Regions from separate parts of the Mus musculus genome. Here regions 1, 2, 4, 5 and 6 are each linked to region 3. Evidence: chromatin contacts called from public promoter capture Hi-C data. All regions are on one chromosome and are shown on one strand. Each heading gives the region's core, a stretch centred on a gene start, on an enhancer-like site or on the middle of the called end of the contact. The rest is flanking DNA. Distances are from core to core; before and after follow the strand shown. Region 1 holds the start of Chchd1 (coiled-coil-helix-coiled-coil-helix domain containing 1). Region 2 holds the start of Ndst2 (N-deacetylase/N-sulfotransferase (heparan glucosaminyl) 2). Region 3 holds the start of Nudt13 (nudix (nucleoside diphosphate linked moiety X)-type motif 13). Region 4 holds the start of Camk2g (calcium/calmodulin-dependent protein kinase II gamma). Region 5 holds the start of Usp54 (ubiquitin specific peptidase 54). Region 6 holds the start of Myoz1 (myozenin 1).

Region 1 (3,791 bases), core at 754-3,253, 410 kb before region 3:
TATGTATCTACAGAATCTCTGGGTATCAGTATATGCACTTGCTTCAGTAAGCACTTTGGACAGACTATTTGTGAAGTATGCCCTCACTGAATACAGCTGATGGCAAAAAGGCTCTGCATACACAGACTTCATTGCTACTTATGTATCTAAAAGCCAAAGGACTAAATGATGTAAAGGACTTGAAAGGCAACAAAAGACATTCAGACTTGCTCATCAAAAGCATATTTGGACTGGGCAGTGGTGGCGCATGCCTTTAATCCCAGCACTTGGGAGAAAGAGGCAGGCGATCTCGGAGTTTGCGACTGGCCTGGTCTACAGAGTGAGTTACAGGACAGCCAGGAATACACAGAGAAACTCTCTTTCAAAAAAGAAAAAGAAAAAAAACAAAAAAAAAACAAAAACAAAACAAAAGAAAGGAAATGAAGAGCATCCCAGGAATAAAGAACTTCCAGGGTTTGGGGAGATTATAGAGCCCAAGAAAGGACGTGCTCAGGTTGGCTCAGAGGTTGGGTGCTTGCCCAGTGAAGGGAAAGGCAGAGATATTCCTCTTCAGGATGGGGCTGGAGGTGTGAGGAGAAGCAGCTAATTAGAAGAAATGGCCAACTTCTTTTTAGAGGATTTTATTTCAAGACAGCATCCAGAATACGATTCATTCAAAAGAGCAAAATTAAGTATTTTGCCTCATTTTACCCTTCAAAAACTCGTAGCAATGCAAATGCAAACCGCAAACCTCCCAAACGTGCCTCTCTGTATAGCTTTTGGAAATGAGAGTTCATTGAAAATATTTCTCCATTTTCAGATGAGATGAGATTTGTTGGGAAATCTCTGTAACAACTTGGTCATCTTGTGGGGAGATAAACTCTCGGACTGTCCCAGAGACTCCTGGATTGATCTCATCTTCCTGGCTTCCTGAAAACACAACAGAAAACAGAAAACAAAAAACAAAGTCACAGTTCTTTAGCTTATTCTGACCTAGACCCATAATTTTTATAATATTCCAAACCCCAAGAGACCCTGCCTCAAGGAATAAAGTGGAAGAGGAATGGAGGAAAATTCCAGACGTTTACCTCAGGCCACCACACAGCACTGGTGCCCACAGATGTGTCCCTGCATTTTCAAGCACGCAAGCACTTACACACATACACACACACACACACACACACACACCCCAAACAAACAAACAAAAAACCCAAAGGAACAAAAAGGGGATTTAAAGGGATTGGGGATGTACAAATGATTGTTATCATCTCAAACTACTATTCTGGCTAGCAAATTAGTGAAGATCAACCTATGACAAAACTTAGCTTTTTCTCACTTTGGTGAGGGTGAGCCAGTCACAGATGAATGGGAGACTCTGTACATAATTTAACACAGGGCGGTGTGAACCATTTCTTTGCGTTTGGTTTTTTTTTTTTGGTTTTTCGAGACAGGGTTTCTCTGTGTAGCCCTGGCTGTCCTGGCACTCACTTTGTAGACCAGGCTGGCCTCGAACTCAGAAATCCACCTGCCTCTGCCTCCCAAGTGCTGGGATTAAAGGCGTGCGCCACCACGCCCGGCTTGAACCATTTCTTTGTATTCCCCTTTCTTTTCCCAAGAAGGCACGCTAGGAGCCAGACATCACCTGAGCCCTGGAAGAACAATCGAAGAAGTCCTGGATCTCTTTCCTGCACGCCTCGTCGCGGAATTCATTCTGCTTCCAGCAAGCCATCATCATCGACATCTCCGTGATACAGGTTGCCTCTGGAGGGGAAGAACTGGGAGACCTTCAGCCACAGGGCGACCTAACACCTCTCCCCCGAGATTACCTAGCCGCCCCCGCTCCAAGTGCTCACCTCCCTTTTCTCTACGTCGGTTCCCGACGCGGTTAGCTAAGATAAGAGGCTTGTTGGGTTTCAGTATAGGTTTTCCCGGGTTCGCAAACCGCGCCAGGCGGCCGCGTAGACTGGGCGTCGCCATTTTGCACAGCGTTCCCAGTAGGCTCCGCGGCGCCGTGCGTGACCCCTCTTGACCTCTACGCGCTTGGCGTGCGGACAACGGGCAGCTGTGCGCGCACTTTCCGGGTCTTGGCCTCACGGTGACACTGGATTCGAACCCCGTCGGGCCGGCAGCCGACAGCAGGTTAGGATGCTATAGGTTGTGCGCGCCCTTTGCGTGCTCGGGACCCGGCAGGATTCAGGGGCCCCGTGTCCGCGGCTGCCACTTATTTGTGAGTCGGTGTCTGCGTGTGGGCACCACGTGAGTGCCGCGTCCGTGGCGGCCAGGGGAAGGCGTTGGATCCCGTGGGGCTGGAGTTAAGGATTTTGGATTGCAAAGGACTTTTGTTTTAACAAGTCTGTGAGAATGATGATTCCTTTTGCCAGGCGGTGGTGACGCTCGCCTTTAAATCCCGGCACTGGGGAGGTGGGGAGGCGGGGAGGCGGGGAGGCAGGCGGATCTGAGTTTGAGGCCAGCCTGGTCTCCAGGACTGCCAGGGCTACACAGAGAAACTCTGTAGCAGAAAAACCAAAATAATAAAATGGTTGCTTTTTACAACTCTTACATGGACTGCTAGGTAGATACTGTTTACTCGTTTGGAATGATCGCACAGTAGGGTGAACGTTGTAACATTTACGTGTGACATACACAACATTTAATATTAGAGCAACTATATCACTTCTTTTTATAGACCTCCAGTTGTGATTTGTTGGACTTGAGTGTTTGACTTAACTGTTTACAAAACCGAATCAAAAGATGTGCTATATATAGATTCTTTGGTATTTGCAAATGAATTCAAGACATTTCTGCTAATGGAAGCGGAATCCAGCAGTCCTGTAGTTTATATGATGTCTACTTTAGAGCAAGGTATATTTGCTGACATTTTTTACCTCAGATGTTTGGAATTCTCCCTTGATAGCCTACGTGGATGCCTTTCTTCCGGAGTCACATAGCTAATTCAGGAGGGAAATTCCAGGAATGGGCCTGACCAAAAAGTCCATCTTTTGGTCAGTATTTAGTATCTAATAAAGCTTGCTTTAAATTTAGCCCAAAATGGTGGACTTCGTTTTTCTGGCGAATCCCAAGATTAACACTGGGTTCACATCAGAGGGGTTTTCCCTCTCTTACCACACCCTACCGGCAGCCATCAAGGCACCTTTTTTATTGTCACACACATTTATATTGTTTGTGACCTTATGTACCCCAACATCTACTTTGAAATCTTAGCTAGCTCAGGGTCTGGAGAGGTAGCTCCGTGCTTAAAGAGTGTTTTTAGCTCTTCCAGAGGACTGTTTGGTTTCCAGCATCCACGTTGCAGGGCTCATAATTACTTCTACCAACACCTCGAACGCACACATGGGTAAATTTCTTTTCTTTCCCAAACTTTAATTTGCATTTGCTAACAAATCTTTTTTATCCACTTTACAAAACTATGGAACACTTCACGAATTTGCGTGTCATCCTTGTGCAAGGGCCATGCTAATCTTCTCTGTATCGTCCCCGTTTTAGTATATAGGCTGCCAAAGCGAGCACGGAAAAATATTTTTAAATATCTCTTAAATGTTTAAAATGAGACGAGCCTTTGTGTATCTTGTTCATGCTAAAAATAGCTATGCCAGGCGTGGCATATGCCTACAATCCAAGCACTTGGGAAATTGAGGCAGGAGACAGATTAAAGAGTTTGAAACCAGCCTAAGTTACATATAATGAGTACTTGGCAAGCCAGGGCCATATAACATGACCCTGCCTTAATGAAACAAACAAAAAATAAATAAAATAATGAAATGAGAAAGGAAAAGTGTTTACCATTATTTTTT
Region 2 (4,025 bases), core at 576-3,075, 440 kb before region 3:
GGCCTGATCACCCCAGTTCTAGGAGTGGACTTCGTCAGACCATGCATTGACACCTAGTATGAGAAAGACGCAAACACCGTGGCCGCTGGACCTACATTGGAGAGAATGCAGCACTGCCAGCCTGCTGTGTGTGGAGGCAGCTGTGAGGCGTGGCCTCAGGACTGAAAGCCTGGACTTTGCTGTACCGGTCCAGTTAGCGTAGACAGGAAGAGAATTGGTGCTGCAGAAGTGTGTCCGCCAATGAGAAACCTCGAGTTCGTCTGACATGCACTTAACTCATCCATTTCTAGAGGATGCACAATGCACGTGGGCCTGAGACTGAGGCCCGATTTCTGCTGGTGGAAAGGGGGAGGGATTGCTACTTTGTTTCCTGTTGGTTTTCCTGACATAACAAGGAGAGATCCAGAAGTCGTTGGCCAGGGCTCCTTTTGCCACTTTTGGCAGTTGTTTGTGTGCTGATCTGGACCATCTTTGTCTTGTATTTTCATGGTGGTGGTCCCCATGCTGACCCTCATCTAGGCCTGGGCCCTCTGCCAAGTGCCCCTGTGGGATGGGAGGAGTGAGGCAGTGGGTAAGAGTTGGTGGTTGTTTCTATGCATTCTGGCTGCCCTCTGGGCTGCCTCCCTTCTTCCCATGCTGCACGCCCAACTCTTTCCCTGGGTTTGAGATCGAACTGACTGCTTGGGTGAGAAGTGTCCTCTTTAAAGAGGCTCTTTATTGACCAACCGAAGTATAGACTTTTCTGCTGGACAATCTGCATGGGCATCACCCCCTCGCCTGCATGTACCCACAAAGGGGTCCAGAGCCAAGGCTCCTGCATTCATTGTCCCTCTCTGTGCTCAAGGAGGTCCATTCCAGGAAGAAAAGGTCTGTACCTTAGGCAGATAACAGAGAAGATAATGGAAGAGGCAATTGGTCATAGTCTTGGTTCCCTCCCACCAAACAACTGCACATTATCTGCATTGGGGGGGGGGGTAGATTTCAGCTCCTTGGGTGACCTTCAGGAGGCACAGGAGCTGGGAAAAGAGAACTACAGAGTATGGAGCCAGCTGAGAAGAGAACAAACGCATGGGTGCTGGTGCTTGAATTTAGCCAGGCTCCTCAAGCACTTGTGCATGCCTCAGACCCTGGACCCTAGACCCTTCCTGCCCTGCAGCCTGCAGTGCCAGCCAACAGATACCTTCATCACAGGGTTTGGTTTTGCTGGCTTGAAGACAACAAATGGTCTTAGAGCTCTTTGAGACCCATAGCTTCATGTGGCTGCTCCAGCCCCACTTCTTAGCGTTCTTACTCCACTTCTGGGGCTAATGTCAGCATCTATAGACTATTAATAGACTATTTAAAAAACAAACCACCTTTTAAACAGGAAATGGAAGGCATTTGATGCAGAACTTTTGCATGATGACATAGAAATAATTTAAAATAGTGTTTGTTCTGAATGTTGGTAGTCCCTTCATAGCTTTGTTACAATGAAACCTTGAAGATATTTAATAAAATAACCTTTAAACAGTCCATTGTGTTATTGCTGTTGGAGGCTCGTAGCCGTGGGCTTAGATTTTAGCAGCCTGCGTGACAAGGCTTCACTAGGAGACGAACATCTTTTTGCCCATTCCCTTGGGGAGCAAGGAAGAAAACTTCTCATAAACTCAGCCTGGGCTGCTGTATTGGGGGGTGGCAGGGAGGAAGTAGCCTCTTAGGCGGTGGGCCGAGTCTTCGCCCCGCCCCAGGCGGAGGTGGCCCCGCCCTTGGTACGCGGGCTCCCTCCTCCGCGGGTCTGAGTGGACAGGCCTGGGCCCTGGGCCCGCCCCGACGCTCCGCAGACTGTGCCACCCGGCGTGGAGGACGGGGTCCACCCTGGTGGGCTGAGCGCGAGGCCGGAGGGCTGGGAGGCTGCGGCTGGGCTGAGCACTGCGGAGGGCCGTCGGCTTATCCCAGGTCCCGGTCACGCAGCGGCCACGCTCGGGGAGCGCGCGGACCTGAGCGGGCACCACGAGCCGCAGCGCGCCGCCTCCCCCTGGTGGGAGCGGTACTTGAGCCCGACTGCGGCGGAGCGTTCGCTCGGAGATGGCGGAGCCGCCGCGACGCGGCCCGAGGCCCCGCGAGCAGGGAAGCCGGGCAGCCCCGGGACGCGGCAGGGCCCGGGGACAGCGGGGACGCCGCCCACTCCACCGGGTGAGCCATCTTTGAGAGCAGTCTCCCGTCCACGGTCGCCCTCGGTTTTCGCGATCAGACTTCCTGCGAGTGTCGCCACCGAAACCACCCGCAGGGTCGTCCTGGGCGACCACCCATCTGGCCCTGTGCACCCTGCCCCGAGTCCCAGCCGCTGGCCTCCCCTCAGTTGCCTTATTCTGGCCACTCCGCCCAGGGCACACGGGGTTCTTAAACCCAGTGCCTGTCTGGATGCCAACTCTCGGCCGCACCCCTGCCCCTTTCCCTCCAGCTCCCCCACCTGTGGGCTCCCCATTTCCCGTAGTTCCCGCAGGAGGGTCCTTCTATCCTCAAGGTCAGGTCCTTCCTCCCACAGCGTGGCCCCTGTTGTTTATTCCAGTGGTGGGCCCACACCTCCAGCCCACCCTGACCCTGTATTTGCTGCCCACTTTGGCAGACGACCCTTAGGTTTCTCCTTCCTCAGAAACTTTCCACTGCCACACACATGTTCTTCCTCCAACTTAGTCATCCCACTGCTCCCCCACCAAAAGTTCTCACATGATCCCCTCTCTAAATCTCACTGGCTTCCTCTAGGTATGAAGCTAAAATACAGTGGTTACAACACAGGAGGTTGACAGGCCTGACCTTTGAATCCCAGTTCATCCACAAACGGAGCTTTGTAATCTCGGGTAAGTTACTAAACTTCTCTGGGCCAGAAATTATGCGTGTGTAAAATGGAACTACTACTAGTTATATGTGTTTTCATAACTGTTAGAGCTGACATTAAATACAGGTGCTTCTTGCATTTACTGATAAACTTTTAAGATATCCTAAACTACTGACCACAAGAGCTTATCAGTTTGTGCCCTCTGCTCAGTGACGCCAGTTGCTTCACCTTCTGTTTGTGTGGCTGAGCAAGTACTTGCAGTGTGTCTCAAATGAAAAGTATTGTTGGGGCTGGAGAGGTAGCTTAGTGGTTCCAAACTTCCAAAGGCCCTGAGTTCAGTCCTCAGCACCCACATGGTGGCCTACAATCTGATGCTGTCTTCTGGTGTGCAGATGTACATGTAGACAAAGTACCTATATCCATAAAGTACATAAGTAAAAATAAACAAGAGAGAGAGAGAGCCGGGCGTGGTGGCACACACCTTTAATCCTAGCACTCGGGAGGCAGAGGCAGGTGGATTTCTGAGTTCGAGGCAGCCTGGTCTACAGAGTGAGTTCCAGGACAGCCAGGGCTACACAGAGAAACCCTGTCTCAAAAAACCAAAAGAAGAAGAGGAAGAGGAGGAGGGGGAGGGGAAGAAAGAAAGAAATAAAGAAAAGAAGAGAAGAGAAGAGAAGAACAACAACTACTACTACTACTACTACGGTGTCTGCAAATCCACTCCCTTAGGAAAGGATTAAAACTCTAGGACCTGAGGTTGGAACTCCTGGGAGAGCACGTGCCTAGCCTGTGCAAGACCACATATCCCATCACTGGCACTGAAAACCAAAACCCACAACCATTTGAAGTCTCCTTTAAGTGTTTACCATTTGCACATTGGTTTTGTCGTTGGTTGGTAGTGGTGGTTTGGTTTGGTTTGGTTTTTTTTTAAGAAAGTGCTCCTCCATGTAGCCCTGGCTGTCCTAGAACTCGCCCTATAGACCAGACTGGCCTCAAACTCAGAGATCGTCCTGCCTCTGCCTTCTAAGGGCTTATATTAAAGACGTGCGCCATCACCTCCCAGCTTCATTTGCAGATTGTAATAAGTCAGAATCAGGTCTGTCTGTATATGCAAAGCTCTAGAAGGACACCCAACAAGTAAAGTAGTAAGCGCTCAGTATATACTGTTATTAAACCAGTGTTACATGTGAAGTATAGCTTGCTTTCCTTG
Region 3 (3,829 bases), core at 610-3,109:
TAGATCTTTGCTTAAGTGGGCTAGGCTGGCCTTGAACCATGGCAATCTCCTGCCTCTGACTCTAGAGTGCTGAAATTACAAGTGTACAACACTTCACTTATCTGGAGTTACTTGGGTTTGTTTGTTTTCTGGTTTTGAGAAGGTGTCATATAACCCAAGCTGGCCTTGAACCCCATCCTCCTGCTACTGCCTATTGAATGCTGAGATTATAATTAGGCTTTTGTATTTTTCAGAAGTACACAGACTATAGACAGTGGCTAGTTTAGGAGAAAGAGATGGCGATGAAGGTTGACAGGGGCACATGCAATTAAACTGTTCATTTGTACACTTACAATTGTGTGTGTATGTGTGTGTGTGTGTGATGCATATGTGTTTGGTGCCTAAGTATGTGACTGCATGTGCATGATGCATATGCATGTGACTGTGAGAGAGAGAGATACTGCAGGCACACACATGCCACAGGATAAGTGTACAGGTCAGAGGACACCCTCAGGTGTTGGTCCTCACCCTCCACCTTATTTTGAGCCATGATATTTCTGTCATTCATCACTGTGTATACTAGGCTGGTTAGCCTGTGAGCTTCCAGAGAGTCACAGATGTGCACTATTGCACCCCACTTTACATGGGTCCTGGGGACTCAAACTCAGCAAGCACTTTATCTGCTGAGCCACTTTTCCAGCCCTGACTAAAATTTACTTATTTATTTTTACTGATTTTAAATTTCATTTATTTATTTATTTTTGAGACAAAGTATCACTCTGTAACCCAGGCTGGCCTCAGACTCATAGCGACTCTTTTGCTTCAGCAGGAAGGATTATAGGCTATCTTTAAATTTTAAAGCACATGCATATACATACATACACACACATATATATGTATATATAAATACAATAATGTATAACAAAACCAGTAGTTTCCAGGACTAACGGCTAAAAGAGGTTATTTTCACGCTACTGGAAATTTAGGCTACTGGAATTCCTCTGGTGAGGTTAATGGGTCCTGGGAATCGAGCTGTAACTACTCACTGCTCTTGTATGGCCATACAGCTACCTGGTTTCTTGTCCAATATTTGATACCAAATTAATTTTAGCCAACTGTCGATTATCATGGCCTGACGACTGGACAATATGTCAAACAGCATCCCCACACTTGACGCTCCTGGTGTGTGTGTATACAAAGAATTATCGATGAGATGAAAGGTAACGTTGTTTTTACTCAAAACTAATAAATGCCAAGGCATTTGAACGTATGAACTAACAACTTCTATGGCACACACACACACATTTCTCATTCTGTTCATCTTTCCAGATGGAATGACTTGAAAGGCATAAAGCGTGACCGTGGGTTCCTCCTGAATCTTCACAGGTGCCCAGGGAGCAGCCACTCCACTGTGGACTTCGATGGCTGGGAATGCTGGAAGCTGATGAGCAGCCGTGTTGCAGACTTCACGGTCTCTGTGCCCTGGTTTATATAAAAAGCTTTATGGTTTATTTCTAAAAGATCCCGCCACCATTTAAAAAATTAAGAGAAAAGGTGAAATATTGGAAACTTCCATTTTAAATAGCTCTTCAAAAATATTTCAGAAAATATTTAGAGGTACTCAATGTTGGGTACAAAAACGTCCGGTTTCTCGAGATTTGAAAGGTTTAAGTTAAAACTGTCAAACTCTGTAACCGAGAGCGTCTGGCAAGTTTTGATTATGGCTCCTTACTACATCCTAGTTGCACTTAGAACAGGTTTCGTTTCCTGTACTCACTCTTTTCGAGATGCCTTCTATGCCCCAATGGTCTGCACGCCCCTGGAAACTCCAAATGTTCAAGTTCAAATGGTTTCTCTTTTCCCTTCCCAGTGGGATTGACGCTTTGCCACACCTCCCAGAATCCTCCTTAAAGATGCACTCTGGGAAATGTAGTTTCATCGCTACAGCGCACGTAGGGGTGGTTGGGTAAGTGGAAATCTGACACACTTCCCAGCAGTCTCAGAGAGATTACCGATGCACTCTGGGAATTGTAGTTCAACTTTTAGGCCGGGAGCTTGTAACCTTGGGTTGCAAAGTTAACCTTATAAAGCATATAGTGAAACCCACCACAAACAAATAGCTTTAACAGTTTCCAGATCTTCTGGGCTAGATGCTGCTTAGCTGAATTGGTGAGCCCCAGGTTCAGTGGGAGACCCTGCCTCAATGAACAAAGGGGAAAGCCATGGAGGAAGACATTCCATGTCAACTTTACCCTCTACACCCACATACTTTAATGTGCACCCATGGACACACATGTGCCATGTACATATGAACATGAAAAAAAAATCTTTTTTTAAGGTTAGGAGTTCCGGGCTTAGCCGGGCGTGGTGGTGCATGCCTTTAATCCCAGCACTTGGGAGGCAGAGGCAGGTGGATTTCAGAGTTCAAGGCCAGCCTGGTCTACAGAGTGAGTTCCAGGACAGCCAGGGCTATACAGAGAAACCCTGTCTCGAAAAACAAAAACAAAAACAAAAAAAGGAGTTCCAGGCCTGCCTTTAATCCCAGGAGACAGAGGCAGAGCCCTCTGAATTTGAGGTCAGCCCAGTGTACACAGTAGACTCAGGTTATCAGGGGTGCATACTGATACCTTGCTTTAAATAAACGAGGGACTGTGCTTAGGTATATAGACGCTTTAGGTAAAACTCTTACCTTGGTCAATCAGTAGGATCAATCACCATCTAAGACGAATCTCCAGTAAAGCTACTTGGGGCTGCTTTCTTTCTTACTATGGGAGTTGCTTGCTTCTGTGAGAAGCCAGTGCTATTAACCACTAAGCCATTTCCCTAGCTCTTCAAAATATAATTAATGAGACAAAATATTAAAAGTACAGGATACATAAAAAATGCATCTTAATGTAAACAAAATTCTATGGGAGAAAACAAAATAAATAACTGTACACACGGTTGTAAGTGCTGGGGCAGAAGTTAAAGCATGGTAAGAGGAGGAGCGGTTTTGCTATTTTACGTAGGATGGATAGCCTCATTGTTAAGGCAACACTGGAATAAAGAGCTTGACAGAGCTGACAGGAACAGCCAAGTTAGGATTTGTGGGGAGAGACTTGTAGACAGAGTAAAATAAGCTCGTGCAAAGGCCCTGGGGTGGAGATGTGCCTGGCGGGTGTAAAGAAAGGTTAGGACTGGGGCTGGAGAAATGGCAGAATGGTTTAGAGTCCTGATTGTTCTTCTAGAGGACCTGGATTTGAGTCCCAGCTTCAATATAACAGCTTACAACCTTCTGGAACTCTAGTTCCAAGGGATCTGAGGTCCTCTTCTGGCCTCTGTGGGCATTGCTCAAATGTGGTACACAGTATACACAGACAAAACACCCATAACACATAACAATAAAAGGTAAAACAAAGAAATGTAGGACAGATCATTATAGATGAGGTCAAAAAATAGACAGGCACTAGATCACACGGAGCCTCACGAGTGTTATGTTTTTATAAAGCCATTATAATGTTCTGGGTTTATTCCGAGAGGGATAGAATGTCACCAAAGGGCTTAAGCGGAACAAGAGGACATTTTAAAAGAACCATTGTAGGGACAAGGTTACTAACTCCTGAATATAGATCTGAACACAGATCTAGATCATCAGAAAAAGGACAGCAGGCCTAGTTTAATGGCTAGCCAGTTTTTAATGGTGAGAGGAACGTGTGTGTGTGTGTGTGTGTATAAAAAGAGAGAATGTGTGGGTCTATCTGTCTCTCTCTGTGTCTGTCTGTCTGTCTGTCTCTCTCTCTCTCTCTCTCTCTGTGTGTGTGTGTGTGTAGTGTGTGTATAAAGAGAGAGAATGTGTGTGTCTGTCTGTCTG
Region 4 (3,878 bases), core at 540-3,039, 500 kb before region 3:
CACAGTGCCCCTGTCACCTCAGCTCTTTCCTTGGTTCTCTCCTCTCAGGTAATCAGTCAGGGCTTTCTTCCCCCACTTCCCCCTAATCTCCAACCCCCACCCCCCCACACACACTTTGCTCCCTGGGCTGTGGGGTAAGTCCTCCCTTTGTGCTCTTCCCACCCCACTGAAGCTTGGGAGGCCAGAGTACCTCTCAGTTGCCTCCCCTGGCAGCACTGGCCTGCTGACAGAGGAGGCTGGATTCCCAGTGGGCACCCTGCTGTAATCAAGACTGAGAGGCAGCAGTTGGCTGAGCTCCCTTCTGCCCAGTGGGGAATGGCCTCTGACTTGGGGTACAGCTGCGCGGGGGGGGGGGGGGGGGGCATCGGGAAATTGCCCTGCACATTGCTCCTCCAGAGTGGCTTTTACTTGACTCTGTCCCATAAAGTTGTAATATTGGAGACAGAGCCGTTCTATGAACACTGAGCCTGGAGCGAAGTACCCAGGGGTTCCTTTGGAGTGCACAGTTTAGTGGGAAGAAAAATACTACACAATAGCTGCAAACACTGTTTGAATAAGGTACTGAGGGTTACTCTAATATTATACATGATTTAACCCAGTAAATGCTCACAGCCCTATGAAGTATACTGCACTATTATTTCCAGTTCTCAAATAAGGCCCAGACAGATTTCATGAACTGCAGAATGCCTGAGGTCAATGATTTTCCAGACATCCGAGAGCTAGGTAGTATGATCCAAGAGTTCTCAATACTGTGTGCTAGCACTCATACTTGCAAATACATCATTACAAAATGTGATAAAGTGTCATAAATAAAAGTACTGGATGCCCACAAGAAAACGAGCATGTTTTCATCTTTTGCTTTTAGCCACTAGTGCACAAAGCCTTTTCAAGACATTCTTACTTTTATCTTTTATTACTGACCTAGGAGAGAACATTTATTTCTAAGACTGGAATGCAGGAAAGCATCACACGGGCCCGCAGGACAGCTCAGTGAGTAAAAAGATGCGTGAGCTAAGCCTGACTACCCAAGTTCCATCCCCCAATGTAGTGAAAAGAGAACCAACTCCCCAAGTTGTGTGACCTCCACACGTGCGCTGTGGCAACCATAGGGCCACAGGCATACACACACGAAACAAATAAATGGAAAGAAAGAAAGAAAGAAAGAAAGAAAGAAAGAAAGAAAGAAAGGAAGGAAGGAAGAAAGAAAGAAAGAAAAGCAAGCAAACATCTTGCCCCATGGCCTGGTTTCGCTGATAAAACCGCGGCTGAAGGTTTTCTGGTTTTGTTTTTTCTTAATGATGCCCTTGATTCTTGCACTAATCTAGAGTGTCGGCACCCTGGGGGAAGGCTGCGGGCAGCTGGCTCTGCAGTCTGGGGGCATCTCTCGAGTGTACAGTCTCACATACGCTCTTTGACCTTGGCATTTTCCGGCTTGGTTCAGGCTGCAGTCATGGGACCCACGTGTGGGGCCTCTCCCCAGACCTCGGTGGTCCAGACCCAACACCACTCAAGAACCACTTTCACACATTGGTTCCTGAGCTCTTGCAGGGTCCGCCCTGGAGGAGCCCGCAGGAGGTGTCTTCCAGTTCGGTCGGTCCCAGTGGGTGGCCGGGAGTGGGGACCCCGCGTCCTTGGCCCTCGGGTGCAGGGGGCCCAGTTCGGGCGGCTCCTGGGGCGGGGCGGGGCCGACGGTGGGAGGCCCCTCCCCGGGGGCGGGGCGGGGGCCAGCGGGGCTTGGGGGCGGGGCCGGCGGGCGGGCGCGGGGGTGTCCCTCCCTCCCTCGCTCTCTCCGGTAAAGTCTCGCGGTGCTGCCGGGCTCAGCCCCGTCTCCTCCTCTTGCTCCCTCGGCCGGGCGGCGGTGACTGTGCACCGACGTCGGCGCGGGCTGCACCGCCGCGTCCGCCCGCCAGTATGGCCACCACCGCCACCTGCACCCGCTTCACCGACGACTACCAGCTTTTCGAGGAGCTCGGCAAGTACGGCCCACCCGCCACGCGCGGCGGCCCCCCACCCTGGTCCAGGCGTCCCGGCGCTCTGCGGCTTCTCGCCCCGCCCCCCGGCCCTGCACCGGCCGCTGCAGCGCCCCCTCGACCCGCCCCACCCCCAGCTTTTCCCGCGTGCTGCCTCGGGGGCCCCTTAGCCCCGGGTTCCCGGTCCCGCAGCCCCCTCCGCGCCCTGCAGCAGCTGCCAGGCTGCTGCACCCGGCGCCGCCGCGGGAACTGCAGCCCCGGGACTGCTCCGGGGCGCCTTCCAGCCCCGCCCCTCCCGCACCCTTCAGACGCTCCCCTCCCTCGACCCCGCCTGTCCACCGCCCCCTCCCCACCCAGCTCCGGAGCCCACTCAGCACCGGCCCCCCAGTTCCCACGCGCCCGGCACTCAGGACCCTCCCCGGCTCTGCAGTTCCAGCCCCGCTGCGGTGCCGGGGTGTGGGGAGATGTTTAGTGCCGGGCCCCGCCCCCCCGCTAGTGCGGCTTCCAGGATCCCAGCCTTGCTGCTGGGCAGTGCTGCGGCACCCCCGGCCCCTCCCCCCATCCCTGCAGTGGTCCCAGGAGCCGTGCGCCGCAGCCGCAGCATCCCCCTCCCCTCCGCACTGAGCTGGCCGCCGCCGCAGCCCGGGTCCCCGCCACCCCCACCCGCGGTGCAGAGCCTGGCCACTGCAGCCCCCGCTCTGCCCGCCCCCCTAGATATTTCCAGAGCCCGAGATCGCAGCCCATTTGGCGGGTCACGTACAGGAAAATAGCACGGGGAAGGGGAGTTACTGCTGTCACAATCAGAGCTGTCTTTCCTCTGTTTCCCTGCTGTCAGTTGAGCGGGGATGCTGTGGGTTTAAGCCAGTTGAGCGGATCTTGAGCGTCACTTTCTCCCAGGCTTAAGGGAAATTTCTCAGGAAACCATACCTTCTGTTTAATCCCTCCTTTTCCCTACTTTCAATTATTTCTGCTGAGAGGAGGAACAAGGTCTCCCTGTTCTTCTCTCTCCTGGTTGCCTTTGCTGGGACCACAAGGCAATCAGTGAGATGCAGCAGGTGTGTATTTGAAGCATCGCCCACCAGTCTGAGGTTTGAGGCTGTTGGAACTAGATGGGAGCCAGGTGGTGCTCCACCCACATCTGTTTAGGGCCATCGGGTGGGCTTACCATTCTTAAGTTAGCTGTTGATTGTCCCTACAAGTCTGGTGGTTGGAGCATGGCTGTCCTCATCTGAAGTATGTGTGTGTCACTTTGCTTGGCGCTGTGTCCCAGTTCTTTCCCCCTTCTCTCTCCAGGGGTGCCTTCTCAGTGGTCCGGAGGTGTGTAAAGAAAACATCTACGCAGGAATATGCTGCAAAAATCATCAATACCAAGAAGTTGTCCGCCCGAGGTGAGCGTGCCCTGCCAGGGCTCTCTTTGAGGATCCCTCCAGAAATTAGATTTCTGCAGGTTCCCTGGGAGGTGGGGGAGTATGTGTTTTAGCACTTGGAGATGAGTTGGAATTTCAAGGTGGGTGGACTTAGAAGCCAGACAAGGAGGTGTGAGGGAATTGGAAGTGCTCAGGGAGGGGGAAAAAAAAGTAAGAGATGAGTGTAGCTGGAGTGGTCTCCAAAGGGTTGAGGGAGTTCAAGTTCTCAGTGGAGAATTGAGAAGGCAGTGTATTGTATGGAATGAACAGCTCTTAATTTAGGGTACTTAAAGCCCCTCTTCTTTAGGGCAGGGCTGGCTACTGCAGGCTTGTCCTAGCCCTTGTGCCCCGGTGGTAACTTAGGGTGGAAATGCAGTAAATGAGCAGTTTTGATGAATCTAGCCTCCCCTGCCCACCAGGCGGCAGAACAGACTCCCAAGGGAAGGAAATCTGTAAACATCAGGGTAGGCGGCTAAGGCTGCGGCGGTGGTGAGGGCTTCTG
Region 5 (3,737 bases), core at 201-2,700, 320 kb before region 3:
AACCTGTCTGGATTTAGAATTACCATTGAAATTGCATACCTAAAGGTATGTCTATGACTGTTTTCAGAAAGGTCTAAAAGGCAGTACCACTCTGAATGTGAGTAGCACTACGGCTTGGGAGCCTGGATTGACTTGAAAAAGTATGAGGAAGGCCAGCCCGAGTTGCTCGTTCTCTGCTTCTTGACTACCACTGCAGGGTGACCAGTTGTCCGGGCTTCTTCCGCTAAGCCTTTCCTGCTGTGAGCCAAAGTAATTTTTTCTCAATTTGCTTTGTTAAATATTTTCTCATAGAGAAAAGACCAAGTACAATTTGGGCATCTTTCTTTCCATTTAGTACTGATCAGTAGAAGTCTGTGCTTTTGCCTTGGTGTGGCACTTCTGTGCCTTGGCACTATGTATTAGAAGACTTGGTTGGAATACTGATAGTGAGCAAGAGAACCAATAGCTTTCTTCTTTTAAACTTGGCACTTGCTTTGCTGCCAAAGGACTGCTTTACTTTTAAGCATATTGTTAAAATGTAAGCTTAATTAGTTTTGGACAGTGTCCATGGTTGTTTAATTTCACCAATAAACTTTAATTAAATCTTTTTTTAGTGACCAAGGATTTTCTCTCAAGGTTTAGAAATAAAGCCAACTTTCATAAATGGCAAGAATTTTGCTGATGAGTTTTTTCCTCAGTATGCTTATAAAACAACTCATTTCAATAAAGCTGTTTAATAAGCAGAGTGATACACAGATACATGTGTGTTGGTCTTCTTGGCCTTTATGCCCTGCCTGCAAATGCAAGTTCTGTTTGACTGATCACATGTTTTAGGGTGGGATCCAACTGCAGCTCCCTAAAGAGGTGTGGAGATCTTGGCTGGAAGAACCTTTAGAGTCAGTTCTTGTTTTAAATCGACTGGCAACCCCAGCAGCTTGGTTTACATAATTTCTATTCATACAGTTTCCTAATTTCTTTAATAGCATGGCCCATTTTAGTGTTTAAGACGGAAGACTTTTGCCCATTACAATGGTTTCACTGCAGATAGTCTTGGGACTTTGAATTGACTCAGACAGCATTGTTTTTGGTGGTTCTCTAGGGCACTGCAAAGGTGTCTTCTCACAGACACCACACAAAGAGTTCTTTTAGGACCAGCCCTTTGGAAGCAGCTGCCACCCTGCAAACCTTACTTTCCGATGACCTTGCCTTCAGGAGTGCCTCTGGATGAAGCAGCCTCTCATATAGTTGTTGTAAACCTCCTGTGACGTTCGTCATAAGTCTTTCCCAGAGTTCTGGTTAGTTCCTTCAGTTTTAGCTTCTCAATGAATTGTTCCTGGTAGTTGGCAAAAAAATTGTTTTATCCCTGACATCCTGTTGTGTGCCTTTGTGGTTAGATGAACAGTTTCCCACTGTTGCTCCTTGCGCTTGTCTCCTCCCTCTGTACCCTAGCCTCTGTTCCGGTCTGTGTCACTGCCCCACAGATGCCCTTGTGAGTGCTTGCAGTTTTTTCCTGAGCTCGAATGGGTTGTCTGGTAAGCATTGTAGTTGTATTAAAACTGTGTAGAGGGAGGATACCATGACTGAGTAGTGTTTGTGAAGTTATTCCAGCCCACCCCACCCTCACCCCTCTAATAGCTTACTTTGAAATTGAGTTTTGAACTCAATTTTCAGGAGATTTTTTTATGTTGTCTTTTTTTTTTTTCTTTCTCCAACCAGATGTTAAATTTGTGAATTTTATTTTCTTCCTCTAACATATATTGTATATATGAACTTGTTAGAATTAAAGGGGAGATTTACAAGTTTAAAGAAAAGAGTTGTAGGTTTAGTGTTTTGAATTTCCTTAAAACAAGTTATTTGTTAGAAGGTTGTATTCTTTGTATTTATTTTTCAAACTCAATATATGGGCTAAGGAAGTAACAGAGGTCCTGTTTTTTGGCTAACCTGTGCAGTAACATTACTTTCAGACGCAGAGTGATGTCCTTTTCCATCACCAGAATGTTCTTGGTAAAATTCATTTAGATTTTGACAGTATGTTTTCATTCTGGGAAGTGGTTTGCTGAGTATTTCAGAGTGGCAGATGCTTGCTTCTAGAGAGTACTTTAGGAAGTTAGATTTGGTCATTAGACCTTTTCCCTTCTGGTATGAGGTATTTTGATCCTTTGAAAATAAAATGTTTTATATTTGATGCTCAGGTTATTCCAATGCCATTTGAACAGTATTTCATAATGCTATTATTTTCTTGGATTGTATATTTTGACCTTCATCTAAGAAATAGTGGGGTGCATGCATGTGTGTGTGTGTGCGCTTGCACTCACATTTTTTAAAAGCTTTGGGTTCTGTAGAACTGCTACTAACAATATGAGGAAAATTTACTGAGATTTTATTGCTGTTTAGTTGAATCTGCTTTATAAGTGGAGGTTGTGCTTGTACAATAATAATTTCTTGATCTCCTAGGTTCTATGCTAAATGCTACACATATATTTCTAATTTTCACTACAACCCTGACAAGTAGATAGTATTTTTCCTTATCATGCATAGGTAGAACTTCTCCCTGTCCTCTTCAGACCCTTGCAGTATGAGAATGACTCCCACCTTTTAAGAGCTAAGGACACCCAAGGAGCTGAAGGGGTCTGCAACCCAATAGGTGGAACAACACTGAACTAACCAGTACCCCCAGAGCTCTTGTCTCCAGCTGCATATGTAGCAGAAGATGGCCTAGTTAGCCATCATTGGGAAGATAGGCCCCTTGATATTGCAAACTTTATATGCCCCAGCACAGGGGAACGCCAGGGCCGAGAAGCGGGAGTGGGGGTGGGGGAGGCTAGGGGAGCAGGGTGGGGGAAGGGTATAGGGAACTTTCGGGATAGCATTTGAAATGTATATAAAGAAAATATCTAATAAAAAAAAAGAGCTAAGGACATGCTGTGTGTCCAGTAATGTTCATTTGAGTAGTTGCTACCATTATTACAAGTTTCCAGTGAAAGAGCAGTATGGAAGGCCACCCCCACTCCCTTGTAAGTGGTAGGGTTAACATTTGAACTGACTCAAAGGCTGGAGTTCAGTAGCTTTTGAGAATATGAAAGACTTTTAGGATAGATTTCAGTACCTCCTGGTTTTTACTGCTCTCACTGAAGAGAGCTTTGTTTGTGTTCTTTCTGATTCCTTGCTTTGTACTCTCTGTCACCTCCCTTCCCAGTCACGTGCTTGCTTTCTCACACTGGAGTTGCTCGTACCATTCTGTGCCAGTGTTCTCCTGACAGAAATGAGTCAAGATGCTGTTATCATTGGCTTCCTCTGCAATTTTCCTCTTAGTGTTACTGTCAATGTATTTTCATAATTGTGCAAAATAGCCCAGGTACTAATGTGTTTATAATGATTGTAAAATAATTCATAGTTGTAATCAAGTATCTAAATTATAAAAGCATTCCTTAGTGATTTAAAAAATTAGGAAGGAAAAAACATCTTTGGTTCTTAGTGATTTAACAAGAAGGTTATATAGGGTTTCTTTTCTTTTCTTTTCGTTTTTTTTTTTTTTTTTTTCTTTCCAGGGGCCAAATAAATTGCCTGAAACTTTCTTTTCTCACCCTACCACTAGTTTGCTACTATTGGCAGTGTGGTTAGGAAAGAACATTGTATTTGTCTAACTGGCCAGAATATCTTTCCTTCATAGACTTGTTGGAAACATAAGATGAAATTGAAGTGTGATATGATTTAGGTTGGAGTCTTGGGGAAGAGCTAAAGAGTTGATTGGTCATATC
Region 6 (3,833 bases), core at 164-2,663, 360 kb before region 3:
GACTTAAGAGATCCACCTGCCGGTGCTTTAGGGGTGTTGAGATTAAAGGCATACATCACTATGCTGGGCTCAAGAAACCTATAGTTTCATATGTTTACTAAATTACACCCATGCCCACCCACCCCCAAAAGCCAATTCCTTAGGCAGCCGTATAAGAGTAAAAGGTACAGGAGCAAGCTGGTTTCAGGACATGAGTGGGAGATGAGGGAGGATCCAGGGTATTGCTTCAGCTCTCACCCTTCCTAATGCTGTGACCTTTGAATACAGTACCTCATGTTGTGTTGACCTGCAACCATAAAATTACTGCTATCATCATCATTTTAAAAATTTATTTATAGTATGTATATGAGTACACCATTGCTCTCCTTGGACACACCAGAAGAGGGCATCAGACCCCATTGCAGATGGTTGTGAGCCATCATGTGGTTGCTGGGAATTGAACTCAAGACCTCTGGAAGAGCATTCAGTGCTCTTAACCACTAAGCCATCTCTCCAGCCCCTATTATTATTATTATTAGTAGTAGTAGTAGTAGTAATTATTATTATTATTATTATTATTATTATTATTATTATTATTATTATTTTGAGACAGGGTTTCTCTGTGTAGCCTTGGCTGTCTTGGAACTCACTTTGTAGACCAGGCTAGCCTGGAACTCAGGGATCTACCTGTCTCTACCTCTCAAGTGCTAGGATTAAAGGTGTGCACCACCCACCATGCTTGGCATCATAAAATTATTTTTGTTGCTACTTCATAACTGTAATTTTGCTACTGTTATGAATTATAATGTAAATATCTATATTTGAGATATCTGACATTGACCCCTATGAAAGGGTTGTTTGACCCCCCATGGGGGTCAGGACCCACAGGTTGAGAGTACCCACGGGCCTTTGTAAGATCATCTGCACTAGGGTTCACTAAGTTGGTTCCTCACCCTGTCAAGATCTAACCCTCTTAGACAGAAAGCCAACCTATTCAGGAAGTTAGAAGCAATGCCACTGTGAAAATTTCCATCCTATCTTCAACTTAGGGCTTTAATCCCTCCCACCCACAAATACACTCATGGGTCCCCTCCAGCCCTGGCCTGGAATGGCCCTGAGTAGCCCACAATTCATGTTTTCTGTTTTGTTTTTTCCTATACCTACTCTTAATTCTTACCCACCACTATCTGCTCCCTCTCGGCCTCCTGAAATGCTTCTTTGGAGAAAGAAGGCAAGGAGGAGGCACACCCCTTCGGCTGACTGATCCCTGGCTCAGACAGTCTGGTGGGAACATTTTGTAGCCCTGTTTCCCTCTTCCTGAACCTCAGGCAAAGAGGGCAGGCTCTCGGTTCCAGGGTCTCAGTACCCCCTGTGCCATTTGAGCTGCTTGTGTTCATCAACTCTATTAATAACCTCCTCCCTCCCCCACTGCCGGTGCTGCCCCTACGCTCGCTCGCCCCGGCTCAGGTTCTCTAGTCACTGCAGCTTAGTCCTCCGAAGCTGCTGGACCCCGGGGAGAGCCGACCACCAACTGAGCAGCTGGTAAGTCTATGGTTCTATCTACCGGAAGAAGGGGCTGGAGCCCACTCTTCTGAGCTCCTTGTTTGCAACTGTGATTCTCCATCCTCAGGGAATGGTCTCTCTTCTCATCTCTGCTCAGCTGCCAACAGTCCAGTTGGAGTTACAGAGTTGGAAAGAAAGGGACCTAAGGAGTTGGGAGGAATTAAGATATGTGGGGAGGTACCTGACAGATGGGAAAGGGTGCTTTGGAATGCCACTAAGTTGGTAGAGTGTGGTTGTGTTTGTGAGACAGGACACCACGGAAAATAGCAGGGCTGTTAGGGAGAGGATGGTGTGCATACATTTTCTTATCTTGTCGCCATCCACGGCCAGATCTTATTCCTGTGTTTCTGTTCCCCCCACAATTCTCTACTTCCACGTACTATATTGCTGAGCTGACATCTGCCACAGCTCAAATGCCCTTAGCTAGCTCTCTGCTCCAGCCCTGAACCTTGGGATCGGAGTGCCTGAAGGAACAAGGAACATACCCATGACCTCTCGGGCCACGTTCCAGCTGGCCTCCTGGAAGATCAACAACCTCTCCTTCCTATGGAGAAGGTTTCGTCTGAATCTCAACACTAATTAGCAGAACATTGCTTTACGCCCATGGACCCCAAGGGAAGCCTAAGGAGGAGACTAGAGTCTGGAGCCACAGTTGTAGTCTGATATCCCGATACAAATAAGGACTTTAAGTCACGCCAGGCCCAGGAAGCCTGAGTGCATTGCTCTGCCAGTGTTGCTTTTGAAACCCCCTTCGGCCCTAGCTGTATTTCCGATGCCCACACAGGAGCTATGGAAAGTGGACACAGCCCTTGGTAAGAGATAAGGAAAGGGTACAGTTCTTCCTCCTGTCCTGCTTCCAAAGAAAACAGAAGACTGTGACAGTTTACGTTCTGGGGAATACTAATTTCTGTAAAGACGTATGCATGCGTGCACACACACATGCAAACATGCACATGGAAAAAAAACTGAAGAAATTTTGTCCTTAATCCCAAGTGTACGGCTGTAGTGCGGATGCTCATTCTCCCACTCCATCTCTCCTTCCAGGTCAGATCCACCTCCACCATGCCACTCTCAGGAACCCCGGCCCCTAACAAGAGGAGGAAGTCAAGCAAACTGATTATGGAGCTCACTGGAGGTAGGGTGTGCGTGCTTGTAGAGCCCCAATGCAGGACTTTTAAGAGCATGCCTGACTCAAGAGTCCCAGAAATGATGTAAGACAGGATATAAGTCAGAGTGAAAAAAAAAAAAAAAAAAAAAAACAAGAGGAATTGCAGCTGTAGAGGGTGTGGGAGACGGGATGATGGGAGGGGTGAGAAGGGGCAGGAGAAAGACACAGGAAGAACTCAGCATCCACTCTGCATCCTCCCATCCTTCCCATTGATTACTCTGAGACAACACCCTGCTAAGATACTGGACATTTTAGCAGGACCCATAGTCAGTCAAGTCCTGTGAGAACACAGGCTAGGCCTCACCAAATGGTTAACTTCCTTATTTCTTTCTAAGTGTTAGGGAACTTGTGTAAGCATTTAAAATAGGAAACTACACAGCCACACTCCCTGGGGATGCGCACGAGTTGCCAAGTGTGAAGTTCCCCTGATACCTTTGGAGTGAGAGTTCACTGAAGAAAAAAAGAAAGGAAAGAAGAGCAGGATCTGTGTTTAGAGGTGTGAAGCTGCACGTGGGATTGGCCTATCAGCTTTCCCGGCCCAGGGTGTAATTTCTCCCTTGGCTACTGTCTGTGGTGTTCTCTTATTCTTGTTCTCCTTCACTCCACGCCCATGCCCCTTGGCTGGGTCACCTCTTCACTGAAGTATTCCAACCCTATATGTCATTCCCTTTGTTCCCCTGTACTGTCTCTACCTCCAAGCCAGGAAATCAAAACAAAACAAAACCACTTCTTATGGGCTACGAATGGTAGTGCATGCCTTTAATCCTAGCACTTAGGAGGTGGCAGAAGGAGCCGGGGCAGGGGGCAGGGGCAGGGGCAGGGGCAGGGGTAGGGAACAGGGGACAGAGGCAGGGGGAAGGGGGAAGGTGCAGAGGGAAGGGGACAGTGGGCAGGGAGATCTTGTGAGTTCAAGGCCAAATCAGTCTAATAGTGAATTCCAGGCCAGTCAGTGCTACATAATAAGACCTTGTCTCAAATACACACTCACTTACACACACACACACACACACACACACACACACACACACACACACTCTGAAGAGATGGTGAGATGACTCAGTGGTTAAGAACACTTGCTGCTCTTGCAGAGGATCCAGGTTCAGTCCCCAGCACATACAAGGTG

What was found. Promoter capture Hi-C pulls out the DNA fragments that hold promoters and counts their contacts. Capture Hi-C pulls out chosen DNA fragments and counts their contacts.
Region 1: a contact with region 3 is called in a promoter capture Hi-C map of liver, with 2.6 times the contacts expected there. The contact joins the promoter of Chchd1 here to the promoter of Nudt13 in region 3. A contact is called at or near these places in 2 of 39 promoter capture datasets (liver and pre-B cells), 1 of 115 datasets of contacts at active chromatin or transcription factors (embryonic stem cells) and 1 of 9 other capture datasets (liver).
Region 2: a promoter capture Hi-C map of pre-B cells shows a contact between it and region 3, with 2.8 times the contacts expected there. The contact joins the promoter of Ndst2 here to the promoter of Nudt13 in region 3. A contact is called at or near these places in 2 of 39 promoter capture datasets (liver and pre-B cells) and 2 of 9 other capture datasets (liver and pancreatic islet).
Region 4: a contact with region 3 is called in a promoter capture Hi-C map of pre-B cells, with 2.4 times the contacts expected there. The contact joins the promoter of Camk2g here to the promoter of Nudt13 in region 3. A contact is called at or near these places in 2 of 39 promoter capture datasets (liver and pre-B cells), 1 of 115 datasets of contacts at active chromatin or transcription factors (microglia) and 1 of 9 other capture datasets (pancreatic islet).
Region 5: a contact with region 3 is called in a promoter capture Hi-C map of liver. The contact joins the promoter of Usp54 here to the promoter of Nudt13 in region 3. A contact is called at or near these places in 3 of 39 promoter capture datasets (cranial neural crest, maxillary cranial neural crest and pre-B cells) and 1 of 9 other capture datasets (liver).
Region 6: a contact with region 3 is called in a promoter capture Hi-C map of pre-B cells. The contact joins the promoter of Myoz1 here to the promoter of Nudt13 in region 3. A contact is called at or near these places in 2 of 39 promoter capture datasets (cranial neural crest and pre-B cells), 2 of 115 datasets of contacts at active chromatin or transcription factors (embryonic stem cells and memory CD8 T cells) and 3 of 9 other capture datasets (adipose tissue, embryonic stem cells and liver).

The regions. Positions count from the first base shown.
Region 1 is chr14:20,701,239-20,705,029 of GRCm38.p6, reverse strand. Chchd1 (coiled-coil-helix-coiled-coil-helix domain containing 1) reads right to left here and starts at 2,003. Exons shown (of 3, transcript NM_025366.3): 1 at 1,833-2,003; 2 at 1,622-1,740; 3 at 605-909. The coding sequence starts at 1,956. The coding sequence ends at 796. It overlaps 6230400D17Rik (RIKEN cDNA 6230400D17 gene), which reads left to right and starts at 1,931. Exons shown (of 1, transcript NR_029446.1): 1 at 1,931-3,018. It overlaps Gm25328 (a small nuclear RNA gene), which reads right to left and starts at 3,507; the gene lies at 3,401-3,507.
Region 2 is chr14:20,732,362-20,736,386 of GRCm38.p6, reverse strand. It overlaps Ndst2 (N-deacetylase/N-sulfotransferase (heparan glucosaminyl) 2), which reads left to right and starts at 1,825. Exons shown (of 15, transcript NM_010811.2): 1 at 1,825-2,172; 2 at 2,743-2,837. It overlaps Camk2g (calcium/calmodulin-dependent protein kinase II gamma), which reads left to right. Exons shown (of 21, transcript NM_001360186.1): 21 at 1-1,514.
Region 3 is chr14:20,292,720-20,296,548 of GRCm38.p6, reverse strand. It overlaps Nudt13 (nudix (nucleoside diphosphate linked moiety X)-type motif 13), which reads right to left and starts at 1,859. Exons shown (of 9, transcript NM_026341.3): 1 at 1,757-1,859.
Region 4 is chr14:20,791,999-20,795,876 of GRCm38.p6, reverse strand. Camk2g (calcium/calmodulin-dependent protein kinase II gamma) reads left to right here and starts at 1,789. Exons shown (of 21, transcript NM_001360186.1): 1 at 1,789-1,976; 2 at 3,264-3,358. The coding sequence starts at 1,912. Gm30108 (predicted gene, 30108) reads right to left here and starts at 1,638. Exons shown (of 2, transcript NR_153779.1): 1 at 1,417-1,638.
Region 5 is chr14:20,616,067-20,619,803 of GRCm38.p6, reverse strand. Usp54 (ubiquitin specific peptidase 54) reads left to right here and starts at 1,450. Exons shown (of 21, transcript NM_030180.2): 1 at 1,450-1,511.
Region 6 is chr14:20,654,120-20,657,952 of GRCm38.p6, reverse strand. Myoz1 (myozenin 1) reads left to right here and starts at 1,413. Exons shown (of 6, transcript NM_021508.3): 1 at 1,413-1,521; 2 at 2,587-2,677. The coding sequence starts at 2,605.